Linked DNA regions of Sus scrofa: region 2 is linked to region 1. The links are chromatin contacts, called in public Hi-C maps. All regions are on one chromosome and are shown on one strand. Each heading gives the region's core, a stretch centred on a gene start, on an enhancer-like site or on the middle of the called end of the contact. The rest is flanking DNA. Distances are from core to core; before and after follow the strand shown. Region 1 has its middle 47 kb from the start of OXGR1. Region 2 overlaps MBNL2 (muscleblind-like protein 2).

What was found. A called contact is a pair of places that touch in the nucleus more often than the background predicts.
Region 2: a contact with region 1 is called in a Hi-C map of liver, with 2.9 times the contacts expected there. The contact joins two enhancer-like sites. A contact is called at or near these places in 1 of 5 promoter capture datasets (liver) and 1 of 47 Hi-C or Micro-C datasets (liver).

Annotation. Positions count from the first base shown.
Region 1 is chr11:66,341,190-66,344,729 of Sscrofa11.1, forward strand. No RefSeq gene overlaps it. Among named protein-coding and RNA genes, the nearest start is that of OXGR1, 47 kb to the left of the region's middle. Within about 2 kb of position 1,607, at least 4 of the 83 cell types and tissues checked have an H3K27ac peak or open chromatin away from gene starts, as enhancers often do. A contact at or near this core is called in liver, where this site is marked.
Region 2 is chr11:66,493,502-66,497,041 of Sscrofa11.1, forward strand. All of the region lies in intron 1 of MBNL2 (muscleblind-like protein 2), which reads left to right. Among named protein-coding and RNA genes, the nearest start is that of MBNL2, 13 kb to the left of the region's middle. Within about 2 kb of position 1,845, at least 46 of the 83 cell types and tissues checked have an H3K27ac peak or open chromatin away from gene starts, as enhancers often do. A contact at or near this core is called in liver, where this site is marked.

The sequences.
Region 1 (3,540 bases), core at 357-2,856:
GCACGGCGATTTTCCATGAGGATTTTGAGGATGAGACAAGGGGCTAAAGACAAAGAAGAATTTTAGTTAAATTCTGTATTAAAAGTACTGGGATTCCTTTTATACTCATCTCTCCCAGGATGTCTACTTATCCCTATACCACAGTCACACTGCACGTTGCCCCAAACACCGCTACCCCTCTGCCTTTTCATAATCTTGGGCTTTTGCATGGTCACACGGAGCTGGGTTTAATTCCTATTGCACTACCCAAAGGCTGCACCATCTCTGACCTGTGACTTCATCTCTCCAAGTCCCAGTTTGCTCAGCAGGGAAAACAATGGTACCTGTAGCACAGGATTTCTGAAAATCTCAGTTGATATGACTCAGGCAAAGTACTCCCACCCCTGCCATCCATCAAGGCAGCATTTATCAACTTGTTGACAGCAGTTGGGTTGTGAAAGAAACATCGTGAGTTCCAAACATGCTTTTTGGCTACATGAAAATAAGTGGAGAACAGTAGAGGAGAAGAGGGCATAGCAGAGGCTGTGCATCCACCATAAGATAAAATATTCCTTTGTGCAATTTTTATTTCCGATATATATGTGGCTCTGTGGGCGACGGTGACATGACATGTTTCTCACTGAAGGTGCAGGATGAAACAGTTTGAAAAACACTTTTAATCTGTTTAAATTGCACAACTGCCATTTACGGAACCGTCCCAGTTTATGTCACCCAGAAAGGTACTTTCCCCCTTGGATCTTGGATTCCTATCTGTAGCCACATTCTATGTGGCATCGGAGTTGCTCTTCTAAGTATCTCGTTTTTACAGCCCGTTCAGAAACCTCTTTGAGCATCTAGAACGTGCCTTGTTCATCTCTGCATCCTTGGCAGGGCTCTTCGCGTATTTGTTTGCACATTATAAATGTTAAATACACATTTTGTTAATAGATGACTAAGTTTTACCCATATTTAATTGTGGAAGTGACAAAGTGACAAGGGAAGCCTGGAAGAGAAACTAAAGATGAATATTCAGGAATTTAACTTCAACCAAAGATAAAAACTCATATTAACTTATTTGTTTTCATGAGGAATACCCACCCCCCTTAATTAAATATTTTCAAACTTTCCGAACGGGGGAATTTTGTTCTTAGATAAAGCATTTCCCTCATAATCGATACGGGGCAGAATTTCCTAAACCAGTGGGTAAGTTTAGGGGCAGAATTCCCTAAACCAGTGGGTAAGTTTAGGGGCACAAAAATTCTCCGAAGTTGAATGTAAAGTCTGATATGTGTATTTGGACATACACGCACACACCCTGGCATGAGAGTCCAAAACTTTATTTTTTAAAAGGGAGTGTTCCATAATTCAAGAAACCACAAATACAAATCAGTAAAAAAAAAAAAAAAGAACTTCCGATACCATTCACAGGTCCCTGTAGCTTCAATCCTCTTTCCTCTTATCTTAAAACCATCCAGCTAGGAAAAAACAAAACAAAACAACATCCAGCTCGGGTTAATGATCCGGATTCTCTCCCAGGTCCAAAGGGCACCTTTGCTATTCCGTCAGGTCTGAAGGGAGGCACCGGGACTCGTTCAGGCCATTAGGAAATCATTTAGTGGCTGAGCTCCTGGGTCCTGCTCCCTTTGGCAGCTCTTCTTGGCTTTCTGCACCAGTAAATCACCTGTTCCCTCAGCATCTGGACAGTTCTCAGAACACGTGATCGTCGTGCTCCCTCCGCCTCCCGCTCCGGTGTTAGAAGCCTGATGAATGGTTCCTGGGGTCACTAATGTTCCCTTTGCTTTTGGCCTTTCAGCTCCATGTGCTGAGCACAAGGAAAGCCACGGCAGTCAGTGGTTCTTTGCGACCTTCCAGGCAGAGGGGCAGGGAGGGAAGCGGTGCCCAGAACAATTTGGAGACTAATGCACCCAGTGTTTAAGTGCAATTTAACGTCTGTACTCAAGTGGCAGTGGCGTCTCCCGATCCCCCCCACGGCTGGGACTTCTTCCAGCTCACTCCGCAGAATAAGCAGGAAGGGCGGGGCAGAGCGCAGGGGCAGGTGAACCCCATGCATGTTTAAGCAGCTACTTCCCATCACCTTGAAGCTCAGCCCCTCGCCTTCACTCTGGTTTTCACCGTTAACACTGACCTTGCTTTCCAGAGATGAGATGCCAGGGCCCTGGGGAACATGACCTCAGATTTAAAAACCAAGGAACCCTTTCCCACCAGCCAAGGACTATTACAGACAAATTACCCTCTGTTTTTTTTTTTTTTTTTTTTTTTCCCTTCTGGGGCAAAGTGTGCGCCCCTCTGTAAGGCAACACTGAATCCATTTCAGTCCTCCTCCAAAGCTGTCCTTCCATGCCTACCAGTAATAGGCTTTAAGGAAAGTGGTCCAGGCTGGATGCTAATCCAGGAAGGCTGGACTCTCCCAGCAGCAATTACTTGGAGGAAGGAAAGCCCCATTCTGGCAGCTTAAAGAAACAGTTCATCCCTCATTTTTTTTTTCCCCTCTCTTCTTCACGGGATCTAAAAGCCTGAAACATTCATCTCTTAGAATGCAGCTCCCTTTCTGAGCACTTATCTTAGGAGCAAACAATTTAGTGGTGAAATCAAATCACTTTAAAGGCGCCTCTTTGGGGAGGAGAGCATCCTCGGACACTAGAGGCCTCCGTTACCCATTATCCACTTAACGTGCAGTTCTCTCTTCTTGGTGGTTTCCAGTTTTCCCATTTCCTGTTCTTTTTCACAGTGTTTTACTTTCCATAGCAGCAGCCATGGGCATGTCTGAATTTGGTAGCCACCCCATGGAACTCCTCCCTTGCAAGATATGCATCGGCAAGATATGCATTCGCCACGTGTTTGCTGAAGAGTTGAAAACACACAGGTGGATCCATGTGCCAAGGTCAGCGTCCAGAGCCCAGTCCCCAGTGCCCTGATTCTTCATACAAACAGGAAAGGAGGTTTTAAATTCCCATCCCTACTCTCAGCCCCCCGCAGAAAGGAGTCTCATCTCTTTTATTTCTCCGTGGCCATTCTCATCAGTGACCACATGGGCTTGTGGTGCTGTGAGCTGTTTCAGCTTCCTCCTGACCTAGAAACGTGAGTGACAGCAGTACAGTGATGAAAGTTCGGGACACATACCTGCTCTTCCTATTTCTCAGCTCTCAGCACGTCCTTCAGCAAACTTAGCTGGCCTCGTTTTACTTCTCTGTAGAGGAGGGACAATCCATAATCAATTCCTCTAACTCCACTGCTCCACTAGCCTCCAGGCCTGCCTCAGGCAGAGAGCAGAGGAGCCAGAGCCTTGCCTGCTCCTCCCCCGCCCCCGAGACCCCACCCAAGCCCTCCACCCACCAAAGAGGACCTGTCTTGTCATGTCCCCTGCTCATGGTCATGGGAGCACTGCAGGGAGTCCCAAGATCACACGTCCTTTCTTCAACACCTGAACCCCCAGTCCCGTGAGGACCCCCAACCTGACCCCATCGCAGACCCCTGCCTCCACCAGGCCCCTGAACAGGTGACTCAGTAGCAGAAGCCGCTGTGTCCTCCGTCCCTTGTTCT
Region 2 (3,540 bases), core at 595-3,094, 150 kb after region 1:
CGTAAGTCCCTTTTCTCTCCCCCCCACCCCCAATGTCCCTGTTCACCTGCAGCGCTGTTTTCGTGCCGCGTGTCACCCATTCTCTGGCGAGGGCGCGAAGTCTTCTCTCTGGCTGCGTCTGCCCACCGCCACGTCTGGCACCTCTTCTCTCTTGCTCTGCCGGCGCCTGAGCTGACCCGTGTCTGTTCCCGGCGTCTCTTCTCTCGGCCAAGGCCGTACCTGGCATCCCTGCTAAACAGCACACGGATGCCCCCTCTCCCTGGGGTTCTAGTCACACCCGACTCTTAGCTGGTGGAAAGGACTATTTATTTGGCCCCTTAGGAAGCCCTTCATTCCTATCAGCTTCCTGGCAGCCACCACAAAGACCATCCCCTCAGGAAACAAAACAAACCCTATCTCTAAGAGTTGCCCTGTTTCTTTTCTTCAAAGTTCCCTGTTGCAGCAAGGCTGCAATTAAGAGGCAGGATCAAAGGGACGAGCTGCCTTGGGGCTTCGGGACCCACAGAGAGCTGGTCCTTTTAACTCTTTGCTTTTCCTGTGACCTGCTCCTCCACCGGAGTCCTTGTCCCTCTGGGTGAGGTGTGGGGAGACACACCGGGGTCCACAGAGAACCTCTGAGCACATCACATTCTGAGAGCCACCCGGCTGACCCGCCACAGACCCAAGCCGGAACTCAGGAGGGATCCAGCTTGGAAGGAAAGAGACAATTCCCGTCTCCCCTCAACCGCAGTCCTGCCAGGCAGTTTCTCACGGCCACCATCCGCCTCCGGATACGGGGCCACCACCACCCCAAAAGGCACACGGACCTACACAGCACTCTAAGATTCTTCCTCGTGCCGAAATGAGATGTGACTCCCTGGGCCTTGGCTGCTCAGCCCTCGTCCAGGCCTTGGAGTGACCCTAAGTGGGTCCAGCGCCCCTCCAGGCGAGCCCCTCTGTATTTCAAGGTGGCAAACCCACTTCCTCTGATAGGAGCAGTTGGCACCTCCTGTTATTTTCAGGGAATGTGCTTTTATTTATGCAACCTAAGACACTCAGAGTTTTCCTGGCAGCTTTGTCACACTGCTGACCCATATCACGATTAGACTTGAACCTTGAACCGGCTGCCATAGAGAAGGGGTGGCCTCTCCATTCTTCCTCAGCTCTGTTCAGACCTGAGCACAGGGGCGGGGAAGCGGATGGATGGAGGGGAGGCGGGAGAGAGACAGACACCTTCTCAGCTGCATGGAATGGTTGAAAGTTGTCTTCTGATCCAATGAGAAGCTTTAGGCACCTTCAGAACACCCATCAAATTCCTAGGCATTGACTTGTAAAAACCACGCAAAGAATGCTAGCTAGATAGATGAGAGCTAGAGAGAGACAGACAGACAGACTTAGGTGAATATATGTATATTAACGTAATACACTCCAGAGATATAGATTAATAAAGACGTAGATAGATATAGATTTAGAGTAATATATACCTAGACATAGATTAGTATGTGTATATAATATATAGATACACATGCAGATGTAAATTGATAGAAATATAGATAAATAGATAACAGTTGCACAATTCCAATACCCCACTTAGGGAGTTTTCCAGGTAAAAGTACACGTTGTGGGGTTTTGTTGTTGTTGTGCTGTGTATGTTTCTTGGCACAACAGAAGGGCGATCCTTCTAGCAGTGGCTCCGAGCCCTCGAGAGTTTCTCTGTCGCTCTCAGCACAGCCCTCCACGGCTTAGAGACACACTCTGCCGTCAGTAGATGCCAAGGTCACCGAAGGAACTAATTAATCCCGGCTCCAGTCCACAGCAGGGTGCGCTAACCTGCCCTCCTTCCCCTGAGCGGTGAAACCAGGAAGGATTTTCTCTCTGGGTTCCGCCCAGGCCTTCCCAGGGCCGCCCTGAGCAAACAAAGGGAGGGGGGCAGGGCTGGTGAACCGTTTCCCGACGAGCTGGCCAGGTTTTCATCTAGAGAGATCCCAGAGAAAGCCTGCTCTGAGGCTTTACCCCTTGAGTGGAGAGCCACCCTCCAGCTTTTCTTAGGAAGACTCCCAGGCTGATATTTAGGGTCTCCAGGCCCCCTGCTCCATCACAACGCTGCCTTGTTTTTGTTTTTGGTTTTCCTTTTTCTCCTAGTTTCACTCATGTCCTCTAAACTCGGCCAGGACTCTTTGCCATGCTGGAAATGTGCCTTTTTAATTAAAAGTACACATTTTCCAGCTGCCCCCTAGGGAGCATGAGTTTGTTTGTCTTCCCCCTTCAGGGTAAAATGAATGTCAGATACCCCAGGCCACACTAAAATAATTGATCAGAAAAAAATAATTGAGAGGAAGGATGATTTTTGGAGACATCGACCAGCCAGCCACCCCAAGATGTGAAGGCAGAGAAGGTGGCCATTGGACCCTTGTGGATCCCTGAGTTAACAGTGGCCCCCCCGAGCCAAATACATGTTGGGGCTTGAGTGAATTTCCTGCGGCTGTTGGTTTTTATTTGATGTTCTGATCCCTTCCTTCCAGCTTGAGAATTAGTGCAGAAAGCCACAGAGAGGCTCGGACAGGGCCTGTGTGCTTTGTCTGGTCAATAGCCTGGGCTCAATGCCACTGCCTTTTGGCCCCTGGCCCTCAGCGGGTCCTCCTTGGCCCCGAAGCTGCTAGAACAGGGCGGCCATCCTGTTCATGGGGTTTGTTTCCCCTCACGGTTGGGCAGAACCAGCAGATCCTGGAGTTGGGTTGGTGACACGCTCCATCTTGTTCGCTGGTTCAAAACCGAAAAAAAAAAAAAAAAAAAAATCAAAACCATATGTTCAATACCGTATCGGGCTTCCAGGGAAAAGTGTGTGCTATGAAATAATAACCAGCGACCTAGCCAGGCCTCTGAAGGCTCGTGGAGGAGGAGGTGACCCACCCAGGCCACCGAGGCTGAGGCAGGTAGGGGAGGGCAGCTCTGTTTGCTTCCTGCTCCAAATGGCACTTCCCTGGAATGCTTCCAGCATCTAATGGGGAAGCGGAGCCAGGCTGCATTTACGGACTTATTTCCCTCCTTCCCATCTTCCTTCTTCCCCTCACATGTTCAGGATTGAAAATTAGAAACACTTTTCTCCTACACACAAAATTACTCCCTCACACACACTTTTTTTTTTTTTTTTTTTCCCCTGCTTTGAAATGGCAATTGCTGCCAGAAGAGGCTTCTCAAAAAAACACATGCTGTCCTGGCCACAGCCATCAAAGGGTTAATTTGCACTGTAGCCTGCTCCTTAGACACCGTGGTGAGCCAGGGGGAGGGGCTGCCCTTGCTGGAAAGAGGAATCTACTGAAACAGAAGAAAGGGACATCAAAATCCTGCTAAGAGGTCACTTCTCAGTCTGGGTGTGGTTACACATGGTGTCCACTTGGTAGAAATTCAGCCAGCTGGACACTTAGGATATGTGGTCTTTCTTGCCTTTAAGGAACATTAAATAAATTAAATATTGTCTTTTGGGGGGCCTCACCCTCAGCCTATGGAAGTTCCCAGGCTAGGGGTTGAATTGGAGCTGCAGCTGCCAGCCTACAGCACAGC